Linked DNA regions of Mus musculus: regions 1 and 3 are each linked to region 2. A link is a contact called in public HiChIP or PLAC-seq and promoter capture Hi-C data. All regions are on one chromosome and are shown on one strand. The core of a region is the stretch at or near the end of the contact, and the rest is flanking DNA. Distances in the headings are between cores, read along the strand shown. Region 1 holds the start of Zscan2 (zinc finger and SCAN domain containing 2). Region 2 holds the start of Rccd1 (RCC1 domain containing 1). Region 3 holds the start of Mesp2 (mesoderm posterior 2).

Region 1 (2,700 bases), core at 62-2,561, 540 kb after region 2:
AAGACCCTGAGCCCAGAACTGGTGCTGCTTACATAGGCCTAGGAGAGGTGTGTCTCACATCTGATTGGTTAACTTGTCTTGGCAAAAGAACCTTCACTGCCTATGTATGTGTAGTGGCCAGCAGTAGCCAACTGCCACTCTGCAACTGCCACTCTGCAACTGCCACTCTGCAACGGCTTCCCACACTTAACCACTGAACCATCTCTCCAGCCCCCAAGTCAAGGGTTTTAACTAGAGCGAGTAAGGGAGTAAAAGTTTGTATGCTCTTTGGGAAGAGAGCAATCCGTACAGAGTAGGAATGGCTGTGTCGGGGACAGAAGTGGGTTTAGATTTATCCTTTATCTGTTATCCTCTCCCTGTCCCTCCATTAAGGCGGGCACTAAAACAAAGTGGCACACTTTTCTTGGAAGCTCATTTCACCCAGTCTTGGGGCTTAAGTGCCCTCAAAGCTGAAAAGTTCACTTGGTGAAGGGGTAGCAGGCACTCCATGCATACTCTTATCTAGAGATACCCTGAAGCCAGTTGAAGCTGAGCCAACTAGTAGACCACTACCATCTATTGCTGTTCTTTACATCCTGTTTTGGGGACCTTGAGATGACCCATCTGGAAGGACCACTATTGTCCTTTGTGTCCTGTTTTAGGGTGCCTGGGTGGTCATTCCCTCCCAGAGCTAACCTCTTGCCTAACTGTAGGGCAGGTTCCAAGGAGCCGACTATAGACTAGGACTTACAAAGCAGAAAGAGCGGGGCGGGGCTTTCGTGAAGACGCAAGAATACCACGTGTGAAAACAAAGGGGAGTGCAACCCCGGAGTGCAAATGCCTGTGCGTAGCTGCAAATTTCCAGGAGAGGTGCGAACTTGGGCCAAGAGGAACTTTGATTGCGCAGATTTCTTCTCTGCTTAGAGTCAGCTTTTGGCTCTCGAGGGCTCATTTGCCACTCAATTCTCAGCTGAAAAAGACTGATACATTCACCCAGCTTTCATTTTTTATAGATAAATACACGCGAGCTTTAGAGAATTGGCACTATCTGTCTCAGGTGAAAGCTTTGGGCAGTACTAGAAGACAGACAGCTAGTCCTGGGTCGTCCTCTGCCTCTGATCCGGAGGCATTACTTACGGCTATCAAACCCTCTGTTCGCTCAGGTACAAACCACCCCCCCCCCCGTCTCTGGGTAAACTACATTTCCCGCAATGCATCGGGTGGAACTTCCCTCCCAACGCCCATCTGGACGCAGTTTTCACCAATAGTGGAGCAGAATTTCAGGAACTGTTGTGGACAGCCAATGAGAGTGGCCATGGGCGGGCCTCTCCCGTCCATTGTTCTCTGTGCCCCTTGGGCTTGAGCTGAGGTGAATCCAGAGGGGCCGGGCCGGGCCGGGCCAGACCGTGGGGTGCTTTTGCGCTCAGAGAGATAGCGGGAACAGGACCTGGTCCCTGGAGAGGCGAGCGGGAGAGGCAGGTCAGGAGCCGCGCGCCCCGCGGGGAACAGCCAGAGAGACAGCGAGTAACGGGCCTGGAGCCAGCTCAGGGCAGTTTGGGGGAGGGGCGTCGGTGTCCGCGCCCGACGGGCTGGACGCGCAGCTCTGCGTCCTGGTTCTTCGGAGCCCTCGAGGCTCCGCTCACACCAGAGCGCTGGGTACGCGCAGCCTAGGAACGCAGGCTTTACACTGGGAAGGGATGCTCGACGACATCCCACCGAGCCGCCTCCTTGACCAGGTGGGGAAACTGAGGTTCTGAGGGGGCGTGTCGGAGCCAGGCTTAGCTAATAAGCTGTCTAGGTTCAGTGTTCCCGGGATGTCCAGGAAGAATTACGATGTATTTGTGTTTCACGTAGTCATTTTGGACAAATTGACATTGGGAGCTTCAGTTTTCTTTCTGTTGTTGCTGTTCTGTTTTAACTTTTGCTATTTTCATGGGGGAGGGCATGTTATCTGATTCTATGGTGTAATGATTTTTTAAAAATAAATATTCATTGCTTTCATAATACTTAAATAGTTTTTAATTCCACTGCTTTGAATATTTTGTAGAGCTACTACTCAGATCTAGGTGTGTGTCCCCCACACCCCCACCCCCCGCAATGATCCCCATGTGTGTTCATTTAAAAAGGAATTGGGCAGGCAGTAATCTCAGCACTCAGGAAGCAGGACAGGCAGGTCAGGAGTTCGAGGCCAGCGTGGGCTACATAATGAGATCTTGCTTCAGAAGCAAAAAAATAAACAGAAATGTCTGTACTGAACATGTAGGAGCGTTCTCGTTATTATTCCCAAACAGTACAGCATACCAACTGTTTACATATTATTTACACTTAAGTATATGTTGTCTAGAGATGATTGAAGGTATTTGGTACACCATTTTATATAGGGGCCTTGAGGAGTCCTGGATTCTGGGATCTGGGAGATTATCTGAGGGCAACCTCCTTTGAAATATAGCACTAATGACTTGTAGTGAAGCTGGGGGCACCTTGACATGCGATCCATTAGTAATCACTATGATGTTCCATATGATAAGGATGAGTGTTATCTATTCATTAAGTGGTCACTGAGGTTGAATGACTAACCTCTTTGTTAGGTCACAGTCTCTGAAGGGAGTCTGAACTGACTTAGGGTAGGATATGTCAGTTCTGTTTCTCTCAGCCCAGATCACTGCATCCCACTACTCTTCCTTTGGTCTTCTGAAAAGAGCAATGCTGTGTATGTGTGTG
Region 2 (2,700 bases), core at 144-2,643:
TACACAGGTGCAGAAAGTGCTGCAGGGTGGTTGTTTCGGGTCCAAGGGTAACTATACAAAGTCGTTCTACTGACTTCTATCGTGATTGGTTTCAAGGGCACAGAACATAACTATATAATCAATCTTAGCATTAGAAAGTTCCTTAGGAACAGCACAAACATGAGAAAGTTTCTTTATAATGGCAGGCTGTCCAGGTAACGGTTACCTAGGCCTTAACCTTCCATCTAGGCCTTAACAGTGGTCTCTTTCTTTGCAACCCAGAACTTATTTCTATTACCACAAGGGAACTGTGAGGCATGTACGTGGGAGATCAGATACAACACTAGGATCTGAGGCCCACAGCTCCAGTCTCTTAGCCTTGAGAACTTTAACCCCGAGTCTCCATTCAAATTGACTCCATTTTTCTCTAGACTCCCAATCACACAGCAAGTGTGGAGCTGAGCCGTGTCCTATGGATTTATAAGCCTCGTCCCAACAAGAAGAATAAACACCTGGGACCTAGGTGGGCGTGCCTGTGCACCTGGATCCTATTGCACAACTTCAGTTTTACAAGGCGAGTGGGGACAGCACTGCTTGTATCTACCTAGCAGAACTGTTTGCAATAAATACAAATCAAAATTTAAGTGTAAACAGTCCTAGCTTAGTTTACACAGTAGAATTTAACGACGAAAATGACCATTGGCTCTTACCGGGTTTCAGAGGCATTTGGACAATTTCCACTGGACCTTACTCGGTCGTTTATTCAAGAAGTCTTTGCTGCGCCTTTCCTTTGACTTAATGTGATGACTATGGGTCCCAGGGAGCTCAGGCTGAAATTGGGAGACAGTCGCGCGGTTCAAAATGCAACGCCACTTCACTCGAATGGATCAGAATTTTACAGACACTCTCGAGCCTCTTAAGTCAGATCTGAGACTACAGCTCCTGGATCCCCAACCAAAGGAATCTTTCATCTTCCCATTAGCCTGTACCCTCAACTCATCAGGAAAGCCCTTTAAGCAGGAAACCTTGAAAGTGAGCAGCGCATAGTAATGTATGGCTCGGGGAACAGATGGCCGGCGGAGTAAAGCACTTTTTAAGGGCCTCCGCGCCAAGCAACGCGGTCATTCGGTGCGCCAGCTTTTCGGAGCCAATCGCAGGCACGAGCGGTGACGTCACCACTGGGGCGCGCCTGACCGGCACACATGCGCCGGGTTACCTGCCACCAGGCAGTAGGCTGAAGTCTCCTGTGCGCGCCAACAGCAGTGGACGCGGTTGGAACCACTGAATGAATGGATACTCTTGACGATCCGAGGGAAACGGCGGGCGAAGACCAAGCCCTGACACCCTCCATTCCCTTTGAACAAGGAAGGAGGTCGTTCACTACTGAACAAGCGCAGGACTGAGGGCCAAACAGGAAGCTGTAGTACTAGTGCCTTCACTGATTGGCCCAGGCTCTGTCACTTACTTGTACTGAGCCAATGAGTGCCAAGCCTGGACTCCAGCCTCTAAGAAACCGGTGTTCCTAGCCATATAGGGAATCTATTTGAGTCCTGTTTCTCCTTCAACCTGGCAGAGTTACAGAAAAATGTATTTTCCCCGAGGGAAGCGCACACTGACCCCAAATTCCAAACACAGACTGGGTAGAGATCACAGAAAACTCACAATATCATGACAAATGTATCCAAGGACCAGCATAAAAAAACGACACTGAAAAAAAAAAAAAAAAAAAAAGCTGGGCAGTGGTGGCGCACGCCTTTAATCCCAGCATTCGGGAGGCACAGGCAGGCGGATTTCTGAGTTCGAGGCCAGCCTGGTCTACAAAGTGAGCTCCAGGACAGCCAGGGCTATACAGAGAAACCCTGTCTCGAAAAAAAACCAAAAAAAAAAAAAAAAAGAAAGAAAGAAAAAGAAAAAACCAACCAAACAAACAAACAAAAAAAAAAAAAAAAAAAAAGACACTGAAATTTGATCAGCTTCCTAAGCTTTAGGCTAACTCACCAGGATTTAGAAAGAAACCAGCGTGGGTGTTGGCACTTGTAATTCCTACAACTCTTAACGGTTGAGAAAGGATTATCAGTTTGAAGCCAGCCTGTCCTACCCATATTAAGGCCTTGTCTACAAAGGTTCTCCATGGGCCCACTGGCTTCCTTCTGTTACAGCAACAGCGCTCTACAGCACACTTTGCTGATGTCCAGCTGTTGCTCCTGAGTGTCCCACCCTCAGCAGCCCCGCCTACAACAACAAACAGATGCTTTAGTTCCACAGAATTTATTAGCGGGGTGAGCCTGCTGGCAGGCTCTGATGATGCTCCCAGCATGTGAGGATGCTGTTGTGTCCTTCCTTCTTGATGCCCATAATCCTCAGGCTTGAATGGGATGTACGTCCCCCAGCCTCAGCTCTCTACAGTACAGACAGGGCCCTCCTGAGTGCTGGCAGGGCAGGGCTGTATGCTGTGTGTCCTGAGAACACCAAAGTGCAACTGTGGCAGCTGTGGAGGCGAGGCAAGTATCGAGCATCCCAGTGCTGACTCAGAGCTGTGAAGGGTGACAGATGCGTGAGCTGTGGGCCCCGGGCCGATCGTCACTCTCCGTCCTGGTTGGGTTGGATGAGTCTATATTCCACTGCTTTCTCCAGGCAGGCTGCGGCAGCCCTGGTGACTGGGCTCTCCTCGCCCTTGGCCAACACTGACAGGATCTCCAGGACCTCACTCTCCATCAGGGT
Region 3 (2,700 bases), core at 177-2,676, 510 kb before region 2:
ATGTGGATGCTGGGACTTGAACCCAGGTCCTTTGCAAGAGCAACAAGTGCTCTTAACCACTGAGCCATCTCTCCAGTCCTCTAAAGTATTCTTGTCACACTCACCTTGACTGATATTTTAGATTACTTTACCCTTCTGCTCAAAAGTCAAAGAGGCTCCCCGTGGCCTTGAGAGTAAAACCAACTCAGCCTGGTTCCAGACGTGCCTGGCCCTCCCACCTCCAGGCCTTTCCCTTCTGGAAATGTTCTCTGTGTCCCCTCTCCCTAATGAAACAATGCTCTTGGTTCAAGACCCAGCTGGACCTGCTCAGCCTCGGTGGCTAAGGCCTGACTGCGCCAAAAGCTCATTTAACCCTTAGCTTTCTGTCCTGGAGATGATGCAGGGTATGGGTGCCTTGTTTCAGTTGCAGTTGATGCTCAGGAGAGCCTGTCCTTGGCTTTTATTACCTCAGCTGTTTCTCACAGAAGTTCTGGGAGCAGATGCCATACTTAGCTGTTTTGCTAATCAGGACAAGCTCAGGCAGGTTAAGGGCCCTGCATATAATAAGCAAATGTGTGCCCATAAACACTTTGAAATGTTAGTGCCTGGGTTTGATTTGTTTTAGTTTTTTGAGACAGGGTTTCATGTAGCCCAGGCTGGCCTCAAACTTTCTATGGACTTGAACTCCTCATCCTCTGGCCTCTACCTCCCAAGGGCTTGGACTATAGCCATGAGTGGTCACCGGTGGCAGTACTGGGTTTATTTGTTTGATTGATTTTCTTTTCTGGAACAAGTTCTTGATGGGTACAGGTTGACCTCACCTCCCTCCAATTCTCCTGCCTCAGTCTCCCAAGTGCTAAATTACGGGTATATGGACCACACCTGTATCAGTCCCTTCTTTATAAAGTGTAGGCACAATGAAAGCCCATAGCAAGCAATTTCAGGATTAATCCAGGGAGGGCTGGAAGTCATTCTGTGCAGCAATTCCTACTGAGATGAGCTCAAAGAAATTAGGTGGCTTCAAGGTGACACAAAGCTTCAAGTTGGCTTTGGCATCCACCTCCTTCCATTTCCACTTCCCAGCCTGGAACCCTCCAGGCTGCTGGGTTCCATTTTTAGTGGGTACAGATACTGTGGTCAGTGAGAGTTTCTAAGTGTATACAGCAAATTGGCTAATGGGGGAACCTGAGGAAGCCCCACTGTGCTGGTCGGAACCAGCACAGGCATAGCCCATTAAAGGCTAATGATGAAGGGTGGCCACTCTGTAAGTGAACCAGAGGCACGGGATAGACATCCAGGTACCCAGCAGCCATCTACCGTGGTGGTGGGTTCGGGTGTATTCACCCTGCAGTAGCAGGGCGGAGTGAAGGTGGGGGCTCGGTGAGAAGCTTAGCAACTCCATCCAGATGCGAATTGTCTCTCCCACACTTCCCGGCAGCAGGGGCCTCCATTAGAGCCTTCGAGGGGTCAGAATCCACACCTCTGCAAATGGGCCCGCTTTCCCAGGGCCCCCCTGCCCAGACCTTCCCTGGGCTCTGTGGGTTTTGACACCTCTCTGCAACCTGGCAGGGGACCACCTCACACCTTTAGTCCAGATAAAAGCTAGGACCTGGAGGTGACCGGTCCAGCTTCCCAGAGTCACACCAGCCATGGCCCAGTCGCCTCCTCCTCAGAGCCTCCAGGGTCTCGACCACTGGGTCTTCTCCCAGGGCTGGGGCTGGGCTCAGCAATCGGACTCCACGTCTCCGGCCTCGTCCTCAGATTCGTCCGGTTCCTGCCCTTGCTACGCCACCCGTCGGCCCTCGCAGCCCGCCGGCCCGGCCCGTAGCACGCGCACTACCCAGGCGACGGCGCCCCGACGAACGCGCCCAGCGCCCGCAGGCGGACAGCGGCAGAGCGCCAGCGAGCGCGAGAAGCTGCGCATGCGCACACTCGCCCGCGCGCTGCAAGAACTGCGCCGCTTCCTGCCGCCGTCGGTGGCACCTGCAGGCCAGAGCCTGACCAAGATCGAGACGCTGCGCCTGGCCATCCGCTACATCGGCCACCTGTCAGCCCTGCTGGGCCTCAGCGAGGACAGTCTGCGGCGCAGGCGCCGACGGAGTGCGGACGCGGCGTTCTCTCACCGATGCCCTCAATGCCCCGACGGTGGCAGCCCCTCACAGGCTCAGATGCTTGGTCCTAGCCTGGGATCAGCCATGAGTAGTGGGGTGTCCTGGGGGTGCCCGCCTGCTTGTCCTGGACCTCTGATCTCACCTGAAAACCTTGGGAACAGGATCTCCAACGTGGATCCCTGGGTGACACCTCCTTATTGTCCCCAAATACAGTCACCCTTACACCAGTCCCTAGAAAGAGCCGCTGACTCCTCTCCCTGGGCACCACCTCAAGCATGTCCTGGCATGCAGATGTCCCCAGAGCCTAGGAACAAGACTGGACACTGGACACAATCCACTGAACCTGCAGAGCTGACTAAAGTGTATCAGGTAGGTCCTAGGACCCCTGCCATTTTCATGGCTTCATTTGGAACTAAAGTGGACGGTCTCTCGTTTGTACAGGGTCTCCTACTCATCAGGTCCCAGGTTATCCAATGAAGGGATAGATGGAAATAGCCTTATTTACACCTGTAGGAGAAGAGATGAGGCCCCGGGAAGTTATAGCCACTGCCATAATTGCCACCTTTGCTGTGCAACAGTCACCACAGCTTGGTGAAGAGAGGATGGCCCT

Evidence for each region. HiChIP or PLAC-seq counts read pairs in DNA pulled down with a chosen protein or histone mark. Capture Hi-C pulls out chosen DNA fragments and counts their contacts.
Region 1: a promoter capture Hi-C map of adipose tissue shows a contact between it and region 2. The contact joins the promoter of Zscan2 here to the promoter of Rccd1 in region 2. A contact is called at or near these places in 10 of 39 promoter capture datasets (the C10 cell line, cranial neural crest, hematopoietic stem and progenitor cells and 5 more), 2 of 115 datasets of contacts at active chromatin or transcription factors (large pre-B cells and memory CD8 T cells) and 2 of 9 other capture datasets (adipose tissue and liver).
Region 3: an H3K4me3 HiChIP or PLAC-seq map of bone marrow-derived macrophages shows a contact between it and region 2, with 6 times the contacts expected there. The contact joins the promoter of Mesp2 here to the promoter of Rccd1 in region 2. A contact is called at or near these places in 3 of 39 promoter capture datasets (hippocampal neurons, liver and pre-B cells) and 1 of 115 datasets of contacts at active chromatin or transcription factors (bone marrow-derived macrophages).

Annotation. Positions count from the first base shown.
Region 1 is chr7:80,859,620-80,862,319 of GRCm38.p6, forward strand. It overlaps Zscan2 (zinc finger and SCAN domain containing 2), which reads left to right and starts at 1,312. Exons shown (of 3, transcript NM_001382511.1): 1 at 1,312-1,458.
Region 2 is chr7:80,323,061-80,325,760 of GRCm38.p6, forward strand. It overlaps Rccd1 (RCC1 domain containing 1), which reads right to left and starts at 1,394. Exons shown (of 9, transcript NM_173445.4): 1 at 690-1,394. Unc45a (unc-45 myosin chaperone A) reads right to left here. Exons shown (of 20, transcript NM_133952.2): 20 at 2,232-2,700. The coding sequence ends at 2,560.
Region 3 is chr7:79,809,301-79,812,000 of GRCm38.p6, forward strand. It overlaps Mesp2 (mesoderm posterior 2), which reads left to right and starts at 1,427. Exons shown (of 2, transcript NM_008589.2): 1 at 1,427-2,459. The coding sequence starts at 1,629.